Regions from separate parts of the Mus musculus genome. Here all the other regions are linked to region 2. A link is a contact called in public Hi-C and HiChIP or PLAC-seq data. All regions are on one chromosome and are shown on one strand. Each heading gives the region's core, a stretch centred on a gene start, on an enhancer-like site or on the middle of the called end of the contact. The rest is flanking DNA. Distances are from core to core; before and after follow the strand shown. Region 1 overlaps Pkd1l2 (polycystic kidney disease 1 like 2). Region 2 has its middle 32 kb from the start of Cmip. Region 3 overlaps Cmip (c-Maf inducing protein).

Region 1 (3,113 bases), core at 446-2,945, 160 kb before region 2:
GGAACGAAATCAGAAATATAAAAGGGGGGCAGAGTGCCAGGGGAAGCTGCCAGCCTCAGTACCTTCAGCAGGAACCGCCACGTGGTAGTTCCCAGATGACTGCCCAACACTCTCTTCCTCCTGGGAGAAGTTCGCGTTGAGTCCCGCCACCTCGAAGGTCAGCTCCTCCAGGGTGCCACGAGCCACTGAGACATTGACCACCAAGTCCCACCCAAGCTCCACACGGTCAGAAGCCCAGGAGGCCCGCAGCCCCGACAGCGGCTCTACAAAGTACACAGTGAAGTTTCCAGAGGGGGCGGAGGCAGTGCCGGTGCCTTCATTGCTGACAGCTTGGATCTTTAGGTGGTGCCTCCCAGGGCCCAGCATCTCCTGGATGTCTCTGTCCAAGGTCAGATTGTAAAGCTGCGAGCCCCTCTGGGCGGTGAACTCAGCCAGAGTTCTGTTATGCGAAAGCACAGCATAAGTCGCCCCGGCTCCTAGCGAGAGTAAGGGAAATTTAGAAAAGCTATTATCAACGGTGCAGCTAGCATTCTAAGATAGTTCAGGCTGAGTTCTAATGTCAAATTCAGCAGTAGACATAGATATGGGTCCAAAGAAATACATGAGGATAAACCACTGTGCTAAATGCTAACTGTAACTAATTTTTAACTATTTTTGAGATCGGTTTAGTAAGTGATTTTTTTTTAAACTTTCTGGATCCTCTCTGATCATTTTTTAAATTGTTTGTTTGTTTGTTTGTTTGTTTGTTTTTGAGATAGGGTCTAAAGTAGCCCAGGCTGTCCTTGACTTCATTCACTATGTAGCAGAGGCTGGCCTTGAACTTTTAATTTTCCTCTCTGAACCTCTCAAGAATCAGTATTACAGGCCAGCACCACTGTGTTCAGTCTGGAGACCAAACCCAGGGTTTCTTGAACGGCAAGTACTCTTCCAACAGCTGCAGCTGCAGCCCCGTTGTTATTTGTTTATGCCCTTGAAACCAGAAGTTTGTAGCAAATGCTTAGAACATCCTGATGATAGGGACACCCCCCCTTCAGTAAGAAACTGAAAAAGAGGCATGGGGGGGGGTGCACAAGAGTTGTGAAGCAGGAAAGCAGGAGAATGAACTTCAAGAGTTGTTTTCAGCCAAAATAGGTGAAGGTGTTTCCTCCAACATCCACTGATGACCTAGGACAGGCAAATCTCTATAAAACTCAGCCTGTTCCCCACAAAGTGGCGCCTCCCTTGCAGGCTGCAGATTGCCGTCCTAGCTGGATGCCAAATATTATAGTGGGTTGAAAATATGTGTGTGTAACCAGATGATATTCTTCCCAGTAGAAGCCATGCCAAATACATTTCTTGTTTGGATAAAGGGGGAAAAATAGGGGGAGGAAGAGGAGGAGGAGAAGAGGACATACTGGTGGTGGTGGTGGTGGTGATGATGATGAAGATAGTGGTGTTGATGATGGTGATGATAATCATTTGGTGATAATGGTGACAGCCCAAAGCCCTACAGGAGCAGGGCCCTTTGCTTTCATGTGTATCCCCACCTTCCCCACGCCTGGCAGAGCTGACACACAATTACATTTGTAGGAAGACTAAATAAATCAACAAAAGATTTTTTTTACTTTACCCCGGGTGCACATACCAGCCCCTGTTAGGCAGCAGGCACACAGGAACAGGAAGGAAGCTCACGAGTGCCGTGTCAGAGCCCCATCACATCCCCATTAAGACGACCGAGTGAAAGATGTCATACTGAGTCAGATCCTTCCTCATTTGATGATTACCACCATCATCATCACCATCATCACCACCATCACCATCATCATTACGCCATCACCACCAACATCCCCCACACCACCATCACCATCACCCTAGCTCTGCACTGCATAATTTATGTCAAAAGGTCTCCATTAAGCACTCTAACTGGACTATGCTTTGTGGGGAAAGATTGCTGTGGATAAGGCAGGGGTGTCTCTGTGGGCAAAAACGGTGCTACTTAAAATATCGATGGGAACAATCCAAGCCCTGGGATGGATGTGCCAAGGAGTAATGGATCGGTGGGCACAGTTAGAGTGATCTCTGTAATAAATTAGAGCGGAAGCTGTAACCAATCAGCGTAGAAGCCTTGGCTAATCAAGGTAGATGCAGGAACCAATCAGAATGGCCTCTGGCTTAAGTGGAAGACACTGTGTCCAATCAGAGTGTACCCTCGCCAGAACTGTGGATAGGCTTGTATCCATGTGTGAACCGCTGATTGTCAGGTTTCATGGCTACAGGATGGCGCCACGCAAGTGGTCAGCCCCTCCCAGTCCCACCCCTTCCTATTGAAACCCACCCCTCCACCCCCCACCCCCCACCCCCCCCGCCGCCCAGAGAAGTGGTATGGAGAGCCGGTGTTTCAGATATAGATTGTGGACTTGCAGAAAGAGCCTTGGGAAGGTGAGGGTTCTCGCCGGCTCACTAACCTAGCTTGGGGTGGATTAACGTGGAGTCTATCCTGAGTGTGCCATCACAGGTCAAGCACTTAGAGCCCTGAAGATGCCACGGGTGTTTAAAAAAATGAACACAAGGTAGCTAAGACGCTAAAGCCTCAGGTTAGCTGGATAGATTTGGGAGAGGCAAATCCCACCACGTGCCTCCACCTGCTCCATCCTGCAGACTCACCTCCATCCAGATCCACCTGAACCCACAGGGGTTCCCCAAAGACAGCCTGACAGAGAAGGCCGACTCCAGCTCCAGCCAGGCCAGTGCACCCAGTGATACGAGGCGTCTCCACCTTCTCGCAAAGGATCACTTGCTTCTGAGCAGTCACGTGCCACTCACTGGTCGTACACTCAGCAAACACTGTGAACTCCCCAGGAGAGCTGAACTGGTGGGTCACGTTGCTGGACACACTGTGGGAGGGAGAGCGGGGGTTCAACAATCATACATGAGTTCACAACTCTCGTGCTCTGCAAAGGCAAGATGGCAGGGGCGGGGGCGGGACCGCATGTAGCACAGTGGGGAGCGGTCTTGTCTAGCATGGATGCTGTTTGGAATTTGATCTCCAGCCCTCCGTTAACTGGGTGCGACGACGCCTATCTGTGGTCCCAGCACCCGGCAGGAGGAGGCAGAAGATTAGAAGTTCAAGATCA
Region 2 (2,801 bases), core at 27-2,526:
CGGTTGTGATCCACCATGTAGTTGCTGGAATTTGAACTCAGGACCTTCAGAAGAGCAATCAGTGCTCTTACCCACTAAGCCATCTCGCCAGCCCCTCCACCTGTTTTCAAGGCAAACACATTAGTAATGGAGCCATCTTCTGAGCTGCATCTGGCCTTCCTGAGCACACGGGCAGACTCCCTCAGTCTCCTTCCATCCCATGCATCACCTGGTTCATTCCAGGAAACATGGGGGACGTCACCTATGCAAGTGCATCCCATGGGGCTTTTGGGAACTTGGAGTAGGTGTATCAGACCCTCTGCCTTATGCACCAGCCCTTTATTGGAGCCTATCACACTAAGTACAACCAGTCTGGGGTGTCCCTGGCAAGTGGAGAAGGCCGCTCTGCACCAGAGCCCACACAGGACTTTTTCTCTGTTTCCACAGGGCCCCTGAGCACTAGGCAGGGCCTGAGTAGTCAGGGCTCAGTAGAGGGCCCACTCAGGAAAATAGACAGACCAACAGCCTCCAAGTGTAATGTGCTCAGGCTAAAAGCTCCAAGGACTTGTGGTTACTGCTGTCCTTCAAAATCCCCTGACATCTGTAATGGCAACTGTGGGCTCAGGACACAAGACTTTGTCTCCGGCTGGGGGCTGGCCTCAGTTTTCTTATCTGAATAATGGGCTTGATGATAATCCAGTCCCCGGGATACATTGTAACTCTCACTGAGAGACAGCTGTTGGGTGGGTGTTATTCTGTCCATGTAAACAAGATCAAAAGAAGAACCCTTGAGAGCTCTTAGTTTTTATTTGGTTTGAGGCTGAGTCTCACATAGCCCAGGTTGATTTCAAACTTACTAAGTAGTGGCCTTGACCTTGAAATTATGTTTCTTCTGCACCCACCATCTCAGTGTTGGGCCTCTAGGTGTATGTGCCCACTATAGTCCAGGCAGAGCTGTGGATGGAAACTTTCGCATGCAAGGTGAGCCCTCTACCAACTAAGCTACATTCTCAGATCAAGAACAGTACTTTTCCCCAAAAATACTTTTAATATTATGGGGATTTTGTGGGCTAGGGTGAATCCTTCACATCTTCTCTCCATGACCAGTTTCCTTGTCTTTGTTATCATAGGGCTACAAACTTCCAAATACTTTCTCATTCCTGGTTTAGTCTTCTGGCATCCAAGTGCAGTGGTAGAAATGGCCAGCAGAGGGCGTCGAAACCCACGAGGATTCAGCCTCTAGGCTCTCGGAGTGGTAGCCTGGAACCCGGAAGCAGGAAGAGAGCTCTAGCTGCCTGTCACCTGTGCCCTCCTAGCCAAGTTCAGTACAGAACCCTAGTACCCTGGGGACTTTGTTGCTGACGCAGAGGCAGAATTGGAAGTCCCTGCACCTTTCCCGATCCTGACCCAAAGTGGTCCCCGACTTCTGGAGATCTGATTGGCTCATACCCTGCCTCAGGGTAGCCATGACCACTGTGAAGGAAAATTGCTGGGAGGGAACTGCGTCTATAAATATTGATTGATCGATAAGGACTTCTGTGATGGGAGAGGTTGGAATGTTGCAGGTCCAGAGCCAGATTATCTTGGACCATCTTTAGCCAGTCGTAGCCATTTTTTTGCCCTCCTCTGTGTGTGACCTAACATCCTTCTGGTTATTAGTTAAGTTGTTTGGAATGCATAGAGACCCCCTCGCTCCTGACAACCCCAAAGCTAAGGATGTGGTCAGATAATATCTGGTGCCTCTTATAGACATGTCTCTGCGTTGCTGGGACCCACTTAACCTGGTGTCTCCACCAAAGTATTTAAAACACATTTATCTATGATTCTCCTAGTCCAGTTCCTATTAATAGTTTCATAAAACAGTTACTACACTGGAAAATGGAACTTGGGTACCTTGAATCTGCAGTGCATGGTCACTTAAATTTTTTTTCCCCCAGAAACAGTCTTTCATTCCTTTTAAAGTGAAAGCTGAATTTTTTGCATCAACACTACACAGTAGATGTTCTTTAAAAATTTTTTTTTAGATTTATGTATTTAATTTTATTTTTATTTTTTATTAGATATTTTCTCAATTTACATATCAAATGTTATCCCCTTTCCTGGTTTCCCCTCCTAAAACCCCCTATCCCCTCCCCCTGCTCACCAACCCACCCACTCCTGCTTCCTGGCCCAGGCATTCCCCTACACTGGGGCATAGAACCTTCACAGGACCAAGGGCCTCTCCTCCCATTGATGACTGACTAGGCATCCTTTGCTACATATGCAGCTGAAGCCATGAGTCCCACCATGTGTGCTCTTTGGTTGGTGGTTTAGTCCCTGGGAGTTCTGGGGGAACTGGTTAGTTCATATTGTTGTTCCTCCAGATTTATTTATTTATTTTATTTTAAGTATATGAACCTCTGGCTGGAGAGATGGCTCAGTCGTTACGAGCACTGGTTGCTCTTTCCAAATGTCTTTAGTTCAATTCCCAGCAACCACATTCTGGCTTACAACCATCTATAATGGGTCCCTGAGAGGACTACACACCTAAGTGTATATATGTGCACTGCATGGCACTGCACGTGTGAGTTGTACCTGTGGATCCCCTGGAACTGACGTCATCGATGGTTACAAGAGGAATAGACACAGGTCCTCTGTAAGAGCAAGTGCTCTTAATCATGATGTCCCACCTCCCTCCCCACCTCCGCCTCAGTGAACATTCTTGGCTGTGTCCAGCCAGTCAGTATCATCTGGTATCATCTGAGGATGACTTGCAACATCCTCAGGTTTGAATCTGAAGTAGAGACAGAGCAGTAAGACCCGAGAGTCCTGGTGTTATAAGA
Region 3 (2,920 bases), core at 282-2,781, 210 kb after region 2:
TGGCCTTCTGGTTTGTTGTTTGGTTGGTTTTGTCGCTGTTGTTGTTGTTGTTGTTGTTGTGTTTTCAGTTTGCTGTTCTGAGACAAGAGACCCACTAGGTAGCCCAGACTAGTCTGAAACTTGGGCAAGCATCCTCCTGCCTCAGCATCCCAAGTGTAGAGCGATTCATTAATCTCTGCTCAGCGCTGCCTCTTCCGGCTGCCAGGGCTGAACCGCACTCACACTTGGCCATTTCTCTTCTCCTCGTCCAGTCGCGACAACTCCCCCAGCCTGAAAGAGATCCGAAACGGCTGCCAGCAGCCATGCGACCGAAAGCCCACCTTACCTCTGCGTCTGCTGCACCCCAGCCCGGACCTGGTGTCTCAGGAAGCCACATTGTCTGAGCCACGGCTGAAGTCGGTGGTTGTGGCCTCCAGCGAGGTCCACGTGGAGGTGGAGCGCACCAGCACTGCCAAGCCGGCGCTGACCGCCAGCACGGGCAACGACAGCGAGCCCAACCTTATTGACTGTCTGATGGTCAGCCCAGCCTGTGGGACCATGAGCATCGAGCTGGGCCCCCAGGCCGGCCGCACGCTCGGTTGCCACGTGGAGATCCTCAAGCTGCTGTGAGTACCCTGGAACTCACTGTGGGGAGGGCGGGGTTTGGGAGGCTGGTCCTGCTGCCAGCCGGTGTTCTGTAAGGGGCTTATGCGCATGCTCCTGAGTCCTATGGGGTAGGTATATGCGCATGCTCCAATTAGACCAAACTGTGCGGAGGCAGGTGTGTCCCCATACTAGGGAAGCTAAGGCAAGAGGATGACTACAAGTTAAAGGACAACCTGGGTCTTATATAGTAGGTACTAGGTCAGCATGAGCTACTGAATGGACGCTCTCAAAAAAAAACCAAAAAGCACGTGTATCTGGGAGTTTGGGTCAGGGTTCTCCAGCATCCTGTAACATCACCAGCCGTTTAGCTAATGTCCTCAGTCGTGGGTACACGGCAACCTGAGTTAGGGTTCAGAGGGTGGCGGTGTCTCCAGCCACTTGACTCGTAAACCAGAACAGGGGGGTGGGACATGTTGGGGTCCTCCGTGTTCCCAGATAAGGACCATGGTGTCTAAAGTCGGATGTGTATACATGTTACACATGGTGACACACAGAACTGGGTACGTGTCCCCCAGGTGGCACTAACTGATCTGTGACGGTACTCCCTCCTGTAGTTGAGGGAGACAGTGGAGGCAGCAATCATCTATCTGTGCTTCCTGTTGCCCTTGAGGGGAGTAGGGGACCGGCAGAAAATCAGTGCCAGACTCTTGTGGCCCTCAGCTGAGGCCAAGGGAGGGTATAACTCAATCTACAGATCCTACAGCCAAAGGGAGAAAAATTCCAGAATCCTTTCCAAGCATCTGAGAACTGAGCTCGGATCTGGGCTTCCATAAGGCAGGGAGGAGTCTCGTTTCTTTCCTGGCCAAACCCACAGCACTCCAAGCCTCCCCGGGCTCTTGGCTGTGGACTCTGGTAAGCTACATTTCCTGGTAGCAGCCGTCCAGGCCAGAGCCTTGGGCTGTTTCCCAGGGGCCACAGCACAGGCCTCTTGCCATCTGGGTTCTTTGCAGGCCTGAGAGACATCACACCACTGACAGAAGTTAACTCCCTTACAGACATTCATGATTGAGTACTCCTTCCTGCTTGGCCAGACCTCCTGCGTGCTGCAGCTCCCAGGGTCAGTGGTCAAGAGGCCATGTCCAGGTTAAGAATAGTCTGATGAAGCCAGGCAGTGGTGGTGCACGCCTTTAATCCCAGCACTTGGGAGGCAGAGGCAGGTGGATTTCTGAGTTCGAGGCCAGCCTGGTCTATAGAGTGAGTTCCAGGTCAGCCAGTCTTCAAACAAACAAACAAACAAACAACAACAAACAAAACCAGTCTGATGAGCCAGGAAGAGTCCCACCAAGCTCGCTATTAGGTGTCTAGTCTCTAGGCTCTCAGACTCGCTAGATCTCAACAACCCCCTGCAGCTTAGAGGGCTCCTGTGTGTTTTGCATCAGGAAAGCAGGTTTAGGTGTGGTGGATCTGGGTGTATGGCCCTCAGGTGTCACTAACTAGTCTGTGACATGAACTGGTCATGTGGCCTCTCTGAGTTCAACCTAGCTCCAGCCCAGAGCAGACACTTCCACACACAGATGGACACCCAGTGTGTGGGAGGCACCAGTCACAGGGTAGTGTTTCCTGTCCTAAGATAAGAGTCAGGGTAAGGTACATTGCTAACTTCTTGACAACTTAGGGAAAGAACACTGTGGCATTCAACAGGCACAAGGTTGCCGAGAAATGGGTGTCTAACAGACAAGGCTTTATCTGTTGAGTAACATGAGACAGTGCTCTGTCTCCTCTAGGCCTCGGCTGCCTTGTCTTGTACCCCTCTGTGGAGGGCTGCTGTGAGATTTCTGTAATGGGATGATTTTTCCCCCTTGTACTTTGGTTCTTGGTGAGAGTAAACTGTAGCGTAAAGTACAATCCAGATGAGAGCTAAGAAAGAGAAGATGGAGCCAGGAGTGGAGATGCAGACCTTTAGTCCCAGTATTCGGGAAGCAGGGGCAGGCTGGTCTATGAGTTCAAGACCAGCTTGGTCTACGTAGTGAGTTCCAGGACAGCCAGGGTTATCTACAGTCTTGTCTCAAGAAAACCAATAAAAGGAAAAAGGAGAGAAGATGATAAGCTGTGGAACGGAGGCATCGCTTCACAGGACCTTGTGAGGGTGAAGAAAACCCCAGTCAGAACTCTGGGTGCCACTGGCTGCAGGGAGGATGTTCGTGTGGCCAGCCAGTCAGTGTGTTGTTCTTATCAGTTACAAGTTCCCCAAGGCAGGCTTTTACATCGCTGGAATGTGACACCTCTAAAATGTCAACACAAGCCTGAAGACCCTTGAGAAGGGATGTATTCCAAA

What was found. Hi-C and Micro-C count contacts between places; a contact is called where the count stands out from the background. HiChIP or PLAC-seq counts read pairs in DNA pulled down with a chosen protein or histone mark.
Region 1: a Hi-C map of the N1E-115 cell line shows a contact between it and region 2, with 6 times the contacts expected there. The contact joins two enhancer-like sites. A contact is called at or near these places in 5 of 39 promoter capture datasets (the 3T3-L1 cell line, 3T3-L1-derived adipocytes, the SN4741 cell line and 2 more), 1 of 15 datasets of contacts at CTCF or cohesin (the NIH/3T3 cell line), 6 of 484 Hi-C or Micro-C datasets (the 3T3-L1 cell line, the HL-1 cell line, the HPC-7 cell line and 3 more) and 3 of 115 datasets of contacts at active chromatin or transcription factors (effector CD8 T cells, embryonic stem cells and memory CD8 T cells).
Region 3: an H3K27ac HiChIP or PLAC-seq map of hepatocytes shows a contact between it and region 2, with 6 times the contacts expected there. The contact joins two enhancer-like sites. A contact is called at or near these places in 5 of 484 Hi-C or Micro-C datasets (bone marrow-derived macrophages, cerebral cortex, colorectal tumor organoids and 2 more), 11 of 115 datasets of contacts at active chromatin or transcription factors (embryonic basal ganglia, embryonic forebrain, embryonic hindbrain and 6 more) and 3 of 9 other capture datasets (adipose tissue, liver and pancreatic islet).

Annotation. Positions count from the first base shown.
Region 1 is chr8:117,065,441-117,068,553 of GRCm38.p6, forward strand. It overlaps Pkd1l2 (polycystic kidney disease 1 like 2), which reads right to left. Exons shown (of 43, transcript NM_029686.4): 6 at 2,644-2,873; 7 at 63-476. Among named protein-coding and RNA genes, the nearest start is that of Pkd1l2, 15 kb to the right of the region's middle. Within about 2 kb of position 1,696, at least 24 of the 459 cell types and tissues checked have an H3K27ac peak or open chromatin away from gene starts, as enhancers often do. A contact at or near this core is called in the HPC-7 cell line and the N1E-115 cell line, where this site is marked.
Region 2 is chr8:117,223,540-117,226,340 of GRCm38.p6, forward strand. No RefSeq gene overlaps it. Among named protein-coding and RNA genes, the nearest start is that of Cmip, 32 kb to the right of the region's middle. Within about 2 kb of position 1,277, at least 169 of the 459 cell types and tissues checked have an H3K27ac peak or open chromatin away from gene starts, as enhancers often do. A contact at or near this core is called in the HPC-7 cell line, the N1E-115 cell line, hepatocytes and 1 more, where this site is marked.
Region 3 is chr8:117,436,315-117,439,234 of GRCm38.p6, forward strand. Cmip (c-Maf inducing protein) reads left to right here. Exons shown (of 21, transcript NM_001163262.1): 10 at 252-605. Among named protein-coding and RNA genes, the nearest start is that of Gm39260, 15 kb to the left of the region's middle. Within about 2 kb of position 1,532, at least 23 of the 459 cell types and tissues checked have an H3K27ac peak or open chromatin away from gene starts, as enhancers often do. A contact at or near this core is called in hepatocytes and liver, where this site is marked.